Linked DNA regions of Mus musculus: all the other regions are linked to region 2. Evidence: chromatin contacts called from public HiChIP or PLAC-seq and Micro-C data. All regions are on one chromosome and are shown on one strand. Each heading gives the region's core, a stretch centred on a gene start, on an enhancer-like site or on the middle of the called end of the contact. The rest is flanking DNA. Distances are from core to core; before and after follow the strand shown. Region 1 holds the start of Pkm (pyruvate kinase, muscle). Region 2 holds the start of Neo1 (neogenin). Region 3 holds the start of Parp6 (poly (ADP-ribose) polymerase family, member 6).

Region 1 (3,062 bases), core at 17-2,516, 620 kb after region 2:
GAATGATTTCCTCCACAGATATAACCTCCCCCTCCCCAACTTCATGTTCTTTCCACCATAATAACCAAGCATTTACTTCCCTAAACTAAGGGGACCAAGGGGACTTATAGAAGAAACTAAAAAACTTTATTTCACTACAAATTGCATTTATGTTACCCTTCCCTCTAATCAAAACTGACCGAAAATGGGATGAAGGCCTGTGATTCAACTACAAAGAAGTGTCTGCTTGAAATGGTCACACCCATCTTTTACCAAGAAAAACAAAAGAACAAAACAAAACCAAAAAAAATCCAAAACCTAAGGTACAGTCTTCCCATTTAGAATGTGGCAACATTGTATCTGCTTTCAAAACTCTGCGGAATGAAGACTAGTGTTAACAGTTGGGAAATTAGAAAATACTTTGTAGGGAAAAAATTGTTAATGCCTCCAATACTACAAATTTAAATACATACACGCCTGAGTCAAAAACCAGTGTTGACTCCTGCATAGATAATGGCTACACGTAGGTCCAGTTCTGCACTAATTACCTTGGATTGGTTTGCTGCGTCCAGGTCCAGGCATTTTAAAAGTGCAGGATTCGAGACTCAAAGTATTAACATGGGTCCAATCTAGCCCTCCTTATTAGGAGGTCGCGCTCACGTTCCAAAGAGAGACTTAAGTTCTTCCTACCCAGCCTCTAAGTCTGGAACCCTCTAGGAGGCAGCCCAGACCTTCCACCACTCTCTTGCTCCCATCACCCCAGCTTCCCGTTCCGCTCAGCCTCAGAGGGTGTACTGGGGCGGGCGCCGGGAGGGTGGAGAGTCTCCGGGCGGGGCTGGAGGAATGTCCGTGGACCTATAAATCTGGGCACCGCCCTGGTAGGCCAGGGCAGATGGGGAGACCTGGGCAAAAGGCCAAAAAGGGAACATTTTGTAGCCGATCTAAAGCAACAGGTGGCGGTGGCGCCCGGGAACCTAGGGGTGGTGGTGGCGGCGGCGGCGCTGGCCCGGTGGGCGGGCCTTGCTCCCTCACCACTTCCCCATTGGTCAACAGGATAACCCTTGAGCAAATTTGGTCTACGATGTCCTTCCGCCACGGAAGGTAGTCCTCCTCAAAAGGGCAACCTGCTTGTCCCGCCTACCCTGAGCTTCTCTCAGGAGGTGCGGGCGCCCCGTTGAGAGGCGGGGCGCCGCCGGCCGCAGCCCGGATTGGGCGAGGGGCGGGGCTGCGGAGGGATTGCGGCGGCCCGCAGCTGTGATAACCTTGAGGCCCAGTCGGCGCAGCCCCGCACAGCAGCGACTCGTCTTCACTTGACTGACGTCCGCTCTAGGTATCGCAGCAGGAACCGAAGTACGCCCGAGGTGAGCGGGGAGAACCTAAGCCATCTGTCCCCAGAGCCGATGCCCACTGGTGTGTAACGCAGGCCTGCCTGCCCACGCGGGACTCAGGCGCCAGGCATCGAGCATCCCACTCCGGGTTGGGGAGGAGCCACACTTGAGTCCAAGTCTTAATCCTCCAAATTGAGGGTGGCCGGCTAGCTCCTTTCCCACGGTCTCATTCTGCTCTCTCTTCCATCTCAATCTGGTTCCAGCCTCTTATCTTACTATTGCTATCCTCGCCACCCTGTTCTCGCCCTGCTCCGATGCTCGTCCTCCTACATCCACTACGACTTACGACCTTCCTCTTAGCTCTGTGCCCTCATAATTCGGTGCCCTCCTCTTAATCTCTACTTGAAATAATTCCCCTACTCACCCCACCCCCACCCCCCATTCAGCCTCCGCGTTCATCCTCCTTTCAGGTCAGCGTTCTCTTCCCGCGCCAGTGTTCGCAGCTCTTCGTCGCCCCTCCCCCCTCCGATCCGGTCACGTCCGCGCCGCAGCATCCTTTCAACCTCCATATCCTCGCCCCTCCCCCTCGCAGCTTTTCCCCTCCCCCCGCATTCTAGTCACGTCCGCGGACTCCTCGTGGTCCGGTGCATGGAGGTAGGATGCAGTCACTAGCGGTCCTTGGTAATGCAGCTACAAGTTACGTAACTTTTGTATTCCCGGTGGCCTGGCAAGAAAGGTTGGCCGCTATTGCTGCCTGTTTTGTGTGCCCGCAGATTTTTGGTGGTGGGCACGGGCCCTCATTGCTCTCGCGCTCCATCCTGCGGCGGAGGGGCGGCACGTACTGCGATGCGTCTGATTAATCGGTCATGCTGCTCCCACGTGCTGGCGAGGGGGAGGGTGGGCGATCAACCCATACCCGTTCCCGACAGAAACTGGAGCCCGACGCTACCAGAACACACATAGCCCACAGAGCTCGGTCTAATTAGGGAAGCAGATTTTGTCAAGTCAGTGCTATGAGGAAGATGGGGCTGCATGCACAAGGTGGCCGGCATACTGGTTTTGAAAAAGCCGGGCATCTTCTAGTCTGAAGGCTATAAAGACCCAGTAAATACCCAGTCATAGTAAGATAAGAGCTCGACCACTTTTTCCAAATCCAGGACACTGGTAGTTTGGAAAAAGTGAACCTTATAGTGAAAATCCAGTCGTGCATGGAGGCAGCTAGGTTTTGGAATCCGGTGTGATCTATTAATATTCTTAGGTTTGGCCTCTGGTCCTGTGTCACTCCAGGCTGCTAAATTACTGGTCTCCTTGTAAGTACGGGCCATCCTCGATGTAGTGACTAACCTCGGGTGAAATATCCAGAAGGGCATGCATTATATCCTTTTGGTCAATGAATGAAGTAGTTACCTTGAAGGCTACCAACTTGATTCTGTCTCCTTACTATTTTTATGCACATTAGGGGTAAGCTTGGGGAGGCAGGTAGGCTCTGAATACCCAGTATGCCCATGGAAACAAATTCTCTCTGGAATCCCGTCAGTGTTTACAAAGTAATTAATGTTACATTGCAGCTCTCCTGAGAAAGAGCTATCTAAAGGGAGAAATCTGTGCAGCCTTTGTCTTTGGCTGTGAGGGTAGAAACAAAGAAACAGGTACCCAGATAGAAGCCTTCCGGTCCTCTTTGTTCAAGTAAGCCTTTTATGCCTTCTGGCTTGTAGGAAGTTTGGTACTGTTGCCCCAACAGTGGGGTGGGGGGGC
Region 2 (3,232 bases), core at 594-3,093:
CTGTGCCCCAAACTTTGTACAAGATAAATGTGCAAATGCCTATCACATCAGTGATCCTAACTTAACATTAACACTCCTGTTTAGCAGCTTAAATAATATATACTAGTGTGGGTTTAAAACTGTTAACACTGGCAAGTTGTGAGCTCTATACACATACACACAAAATGCAAAATAACAAACTTTATCAGCAAATCACATTTCGAAGTGATTTTAATGATTTCATAACAATCAGAGGGAAACACGTTTTTGGTTTAGCAATTACAAGTTGCCATTGTGTCTGATCAGGTGACCTTCGTATTAAAAATCTAAATCTCCACAAAGTGAGTGAAAGTTTCTTCAAGTTATATGGCACACCACCTTAGGTAAACGAGGTTAGCAAAGCACATGTCAATTTGCTCTTCAAGAGCCGAGTGAACCCTGCTCAACTATCAGAGGCTTGGCGATGTGTCAATTGGCACCCTTAAATATGTAAGAATGCTGGTGACTCCAGGAATGCATGAAACACACAGAAAAAAAAAAGATGCTGAATATATATACACATATATGTGTATATATGTGTATGTGTGTGTGTGTGTGTGTATACACACACATATACATATATAGTCACATAGAGACAATTAGACAAATCCTTAAAAATCCGATGTCTGAAATTTTTCAGAAGTTGAGAGTGGGTTACATAGAAATATAGTTAAATCCCTAGTAAAGAGGCACTACTTCACAGAATCACTTGGAGCCGCTCTCCAAGGCGTCCACAAGGCTAAGTCAACACCACTGATCTGATCATGAAGGGGCTAGTATGCCCCTTAGCACCCCCTCTCCTGAAGACCCAGGCTCCAATCACTGAGCGAAGAGTCCCTCGAGATCCGACAGCGCTTCCCTGGACTTCAGAAGCTGGGCAACCCATGGCCGAGGGGGATGGAGGGTGAAGAGAATGAATTCAAGCCCCCTCCTCCATCCCTTCCTGAAAATTAATGAATTGGCTGTACGATTGTTTATCTAATGAGGTGTGTAGTGGCCTCTACTGGTGCTTGTGTGAGCACAAGAATGTCCCACTCTTACAAGTGGGATGAGCCTGGGGGAGGGGAAAGAGGCGAGGGGTGAACCTGCCTCCCGGTACAAAGCGCAGAACTGGACCCCAGAGCTCCGGCCCGGATCCCGGAGGCGCCCCTCCCCCGGTAGGAACCCCTCCTGCCTGCTCCGCTTTCCACCACGCGAGACCCTTTTCTCTCCAGCAACGGGAGCCGAGGAGGAAAAGTTCCCGCACGTTCCCCTCTGGATCCTAAACAACAACAAAAACCCACCGCAGCGGCCACGGGAGCCGGTGCCGCGCCCCAGCCCCCACGGCGTCCCGGGCCCGGCCCGACTTACCTGCGGACTGCGGCGGGGAGCCGCTCTTCGTGGCCGCGGCGCCGGACGCCGGGCGTCCGAGCAGCAGCAGCAGCGGCAGCAACAGCAGCAGCGGCGGTGGCGGACAGCAGCGCCGGGAGGAGGAGGTGCAGAGGAGTCGCCCGGCTTCGCGCTCCGCCGCCATCTCTACCCCACGAGTGGCGGCGGCGGCGGCGGCGATAGCGCCGCGGAGCGCTCGCGCCCTTCCCTCAGCGCGCCTCAGCCGGTCTCTGCGCCGCAGGGCTCGGCTCCAGCCCGGCCCGGCCCGGCCCGCGCGGCCCCCTCGCGCGCCCAGGGGGAAAGACTCCGGGCGCCTCCCTCCTGCAGCGGGGCGGGGAGGAGAGCAGAGGAGAATCAGTACATTCCGGCCGAGAGCCGGGGGGTGGCTCGGTCTCTCCAGGTTCCAGGCGCCGCCACCCGCCGCCGACTCGGGCTCCTCACGGTAGAGCGAGGGGGGCGGAGACCGCGGGGTGGGGGGCGGGCGCCGGAGCGCGCCGTGCCGCGCACGCTCACAGCCGCGCACGCGCGCCTCCCTCCCCACGAGCACCCTCTTCGCGCCCCGCGGCCTGCCGGGCTCCAATCCCGGCGGTCGCTTCGCGGGCAGCCGCGGCGGTGGAGCCGAGCTGGCGCAGGGGCAGGCGGCGGGCCCGCTCCCCTCCCCCCTCTGGCTCTCGGGAGACGGGCACGGGCGCGGGGCGCGCGCGCCGGGCTCTGCTGCTGCTGCTGGCGTCAGGGAAACCCCGGAGAAGCGATCCGCCTCCTTCGCCTCCCGCCTCCCGCTCCTAACCCGCGGGAGAGATTTCCCCTCACCTCCGCGGACCGCTTCAAAGGCTACGGAGACCTGAGGCAGAGCCGCACGGACTCCGGAGCTGCTCACGGAGGCCGCGAGCCTGCGCGCACCTCTCTGCCCCGGGCCTCTATATAGGGCCTCAGAGGAAACCGAATGGCCTCCGGGAGGAAACCTGGGTTCGCAGAGGGTCGGCGCACGGATTTATGTGCTCGCCAAAAACAATAGCAGGCCGCCCGGCTCTTGCTGGGGACCTGGCGCGGTTCCCGTGGGAGGGGGCCGATCGCACTGCGCCGACCTCTGGCTTCCTCTCGGGCGGTACCCGACCCGCCGGGACCGTGGTGCCCCGCGTCCCCACTGAGACACTCGGCTCCGGCTCAGACAAAGGTGCGGGGAGTCCACTCCATCGCGTGCCCAGGCCAGGACCCAACCCCGTGACTCAATCTCCCCGGGGCTAATTCTCTGCAGTCACTGCAGCCTTTTACCTAGGCCCTGGATGGTCACTTTGCAGTTTTGTACTTGAGATCCAAAGTGTCTCTCGACAGTAAACGCGGAGCACGCGGGAATTGGTTTTTCAACCTCCTGGTACTACTGAGGATCGAGCTACCCAAAGTTAGGAGAAAACAGTCTGTAGTCTGCTGGCGAGAGTGCCCATACTGTTCTACCCTGGTTCTTCACTTAGTCATGTTGGGTTGTTGATAGGAGTTGGATTTTTATTTGCCCTTCTGCGTATAGTCAATATCCAAGATGTGTCCAGCAAAAAAAGACATTTCTTTTTCTAACACACACCATGCCTTCTCTAGTCACTTGCTATTTTATCTTATTTTATTCCAAAGTTCCAAAATAAGGCATGGATTGACGTGGGGAATGAAGAGCTCAGAAACCTCATTAAAACAGTGAAATTAGGAGCCCTCCCTTCCCCTGGCTCTTTGAAACAATTGGTTTAAAAGAGCAAACACTCGCTTATTGTTTTCCACTAGGGAAACCATTTAAATATCTTGTTTTGGTTAGAGTTATTAACCAGAAAAAATATTTCCTAAATACCCCTGATGACCTGTT
Region 3 (3,135 bases), core at 96-2,595, 580 kb after region 2:
TTTAAAGTGCTGGGATTAAAGGCATGCACCACTACCGTCCCACACTTTTTTTTTTTTAAGGGTTTTTTTTATTTTTAATGTATGAGTATCTGCATGTACACCTGCATGCCAGAAGAGGGCCCAAGATTTCACTATAGATGGTTCTGAGCAACCATGTGGTTGCTGGGAATTGAACTCAGAACCTCTGGAAGAGCAGCCAGTGCTCTTAACCCCTGAGTCATCTCTCCAGCCCCACTTTTTTTTTTTAAGATTAATTTTACATATGCATGTTTGTGTTTTCCTGCATATATGTGCGTGCAACGCATTGGTTCCTAGTGCCTGTGATGGCCAGAGAGGGTAGTAGATCTCCTGAAACTGGAGTTTCAAATTATTGTGAACTGACTCGTAGGTGCTGGGAACCCAACCCAGGCCTTTGACAAGTGCAGCCACTGATCTTGGCTGCTGAGCTTTCTCTTCCATCCCAACTAAAATGTTTCATTTAGTTAATTTCTGAGATGGTTTCATATATCCCAGGCTGGCCTTGAATTGGCTATGTAGCTTAAGACTTCTATGGGGGCACACGCCTTTAATCCCAGCACTTGGGAGGCATAGGCAGGTGGATTTCTGAGTTGGAGGCCATCCTGGTCTACAGAGTGAATTCCAGGACAGCCAGGGCTATACAGAGAAACCCTGTCTCGAAAAACAAAACAAAACAAACAAAAACAAAAACAAAAAAACCACAAAAAACAAAAAGACTTCTAACTTGATTTTTGTGCTTCAACTTTCTGAATGCTGAGATAACATTATACAGACTACAGGCACGACACGGGATTTACACACCTGTGCATAAACTAAGGGTTTGTGGTTGCTAGGCAAACACTCTTCCAAGTGAGCTATGTCCCCAGTCCCCTGTGTGATGAGAAAGCCTGGGTGCGGTCGGTACACCGAAGCAAATGAACATGGGAGCAAGTCAGATTTCAGAATTTTAACTTTTGATTCCTATTTTTGTCTGGCTTCAAGCTGCACCAAAGGGGCACCTCAGTATCTCTATATAGGCAATCTAGATTACCTTCTTCTGCAACCCTCCTAACCACACGAGGCGACAAAGAAAAACATTATATTTCGGCATGTCCGGAGAACCTCTTTCTCAAGCTCCCTCCGGGCCCCAAAGCGCAAGCGCCACTCTCTCGCTTCCTCACGCCTTCAACTCTGGATCACTGCGCACGCGCGCCCTGGCTAGCACCCTGGGGTGGGGACACGCCCAGGTACAGCACGCACCGCGGTTGGTCGGAAGAGGACACCTGATCGCGGTGTCTTCGCCTGAGCATGCGCAGAGCGCCCCGGCGTGCCCGAGACCGCACGCTGAGGCGTGTGGTGCGCGACCTCACCCGCCCGCCTCGGTCCCCGCCCCTTGGCCTGCCGCTCCGCCCCCGCGGGGCGTCCCGGGCCGCTCGTCCCCTCCGCGGCGGCCGCGCGCGGCCCGGGGTCGCCGTGAGTACTCTCTAGGCTGGCGTGTGGGGAGGCTGGAGTGGGGATGGGGCGGGGCGGTCGGGCTGCTGGCAAGGTCCGCCCTGCCTGAGGGACCAAGTAAGGGATGCTGACAGGCTTCGCTCGGCTGGGCGGCTGGCGGCGGCGAGCCGCAGACGGGTCCTTAACGGGGAAGGCCGGAGCTGAGGGCTTTGGGGGACACCTGGAGAAGAGGCCTCAGGCCCTGCCCTGCATGCGCAGGTGTCCTCGCGAGCGTCTTGGTCTTCTCCCTCCGCCCGGGCTAGGGTTAGCGCTGGCCCGCGGGTCTCGCCCCTCCGCACCCTCCTTCGCCCTTTGTTTAGTAGCCTAGTCCTTTTGACACTTCCGTTGGAGTGGAGTTTTCTTCTCCTAGCACACTGAGCTGGAAGTCAAGCCCAGAATGTAGACGTTGAGATCAGAGGCGTCTCTTGACTAGGTATACGTTAAATGGTCACTCTGAAAAGTGCCAATGGACGTAGAGAAAAAGACCTTTGTGGGTCGTCCGAAGGCTTATTTACCGTTGGCACGATCTCATAGAAATAGACCAAGCGTGTTAATGCGAGCTGCCATCCCCCAGAATAAACACTGAGCCTAACAGCACACTTCTCTGGGCACTCTTAATAGTCTCTATTTGATCTAGCTCCTCTTGAAAGGTTCCAGATCTGCCCCCCACCCCCACCCCGAACTAGTTATTACATGAAAAAATGGATAGATTTGGCCCTATCAAACGTTCAAGTTACTTATGCAAGTTTTGTGACCTCCCTAGGTTGGAGTATTAAATATGTAACATGAAAACTTTGAACTAGGTCATCTCTCAGCCCCCTCTTTTTTTTTTTTTTTCTTTTTTAATGAATTCCGTGCTCCACCATCTGCCTTTTCCCACTCTCCAGCTTTTAAATCTACTCTCCATTCCTGAGAGAAGGCCATGGAGTGTTGAGGATTCAAGTCTTTTTTTACTAAAACAGTCTGGTTGGAGAAGCTGGTCATTTCATAACTGTCTTTTCCTTAGAAAAACTGATTTTTTTTACCCCCTCCTTTTAATAGCATCAGAAACCAAGCAGCAAACCCTGAGGAGATGCTCAGTTTTCCTTGACTTCTACAGTGAAAGACCTTGAGAAAGTTGGCACTTCTAGCCTAAGCTGCCCTCATTCTACTGCTCACCCCAAGACAACCCAGGCTGGACTGTAGTGCTTCCCTCTTCGTCCAGAGCAGCATTTGACTGTTTTCAATCTAAAAGAACCCTGGTCCCAAACTTCATAATTGGCACCTCAGCTGCTCTTGAAGGTGAATGAAGTCTTGATTTTTAAAAAGCATTTTGTGTGATTTTTGTCAGTTTAGTAGCAGCATTTAAGTTCTTATACTTACCTCCTATTTGGCCTAGGTACATAGCTGAGGGCTCATTCACTAATTCAGTAAATGTGTTATAGAGGCTGAGAATGGTGAAAACAGTAAAATCTTTGCTTATAGAGCTACAGTCAGGAGTGAGAGAGATGGCTCAGCAGTTAGGACCACTGGACTGCTCTACCAGAGGTCCTGAGTTCAGTTCCCAGCAACCACATGGTGGCTCACAACCACCTGTAATGGGATCTGATGCCCACTTCTGGTGTGCCTGAAGACAAAGTACTCATATACAGAGAGAGCTTACAGTCT

Evidence for each region. A called contact is a pair of places that touch in the nucleus more often than the background predicts. HiChIP or PLAC-seq counts read pairs in DNA pulled down with a chosen protein or histone mark.
Region 1: an H3K27ac HiChIP or PLAC-seq map of extraembryonic endoderm stem cells shows a contact between it and region 2, with 8 times the contacts expected there. The contact joins the promoter of Pkm here to the promoter of Neo1 in region 2. A contact is called at or near these places in 3 of 39 promoter capture datasets (cranial neural crest, embryonic stem cells and frontonasal cranial neural crest), 2 of 484 Hi-C or Micro-C datasets (embryonic stem cells and uterus) and 3 of 115 datasets of contacts at active chromatin or transcription factors (astrocytes, extraembryonic endoderm stem cells and pancreatic cancer cells).
Region 3: a contact with region 2 is called in a Micro-C map of embryonic stem cells, with 7 times the contacts expected there. The contact joins the promoter of Parp6 here to the promoter of Neo1 in region 2. A contact is called at or near these places in 3 of 39 promoter capture datasets (the 3T3-L1 cell line and cranial neural crest), 2 of 484 Hi-C or Micro-C datasets (embryonic stem cells and forebrain) and 4 of 115 datasets of contacts at active chromatin or transcription factors (the NIH/3T3 cell line, embryonic stem cells and pancreatic cancer cells).

The regions. Positions count from the first base shown.
Region 1 is chr9:59,655,310-59,658,371 of GRCm38.p6, forward strand. It overlaps Pkm (pyruvate kinase, muscle), which reads left to right and starts at 1,267. Exons shown (of 11, transcript NM_011099.4): 1 at 1,267-1,340. Gm51708 (a long non-coding RNA gene) reads right to left here and starts at 597. Exons shown (of 4, transcript XR_003948336.1): 1 at 528-597.
Region 2 is chr9:59,034,598-59,037,829 of GRCm38.p6, forward strand. Neo1 (neogenin) reads right to left here and starts at 1,844. Exons shown (of 28, transcript NM_001042752.1): 1 at 1,369-1,844. The coding sequence starts at 1,531.
Region 3 is chr9:59,615,939-59,619,073 of GRCm38.p6, forward strand. Parp6 (poly (ADP-ribose) polymerase family, member 6) reads left to right here and starts at 1,346. Exons shown (of 24, transcript NM_001205239.1): 1 at 1,346-1,470; 2 at 2,530-2,769. Gm51709 (a long non-coding RNA gene) reads right to left here and starts at 1,186. Exons shown (of 3, transcript XR_003948337.1): 1 at 1,049-1,186.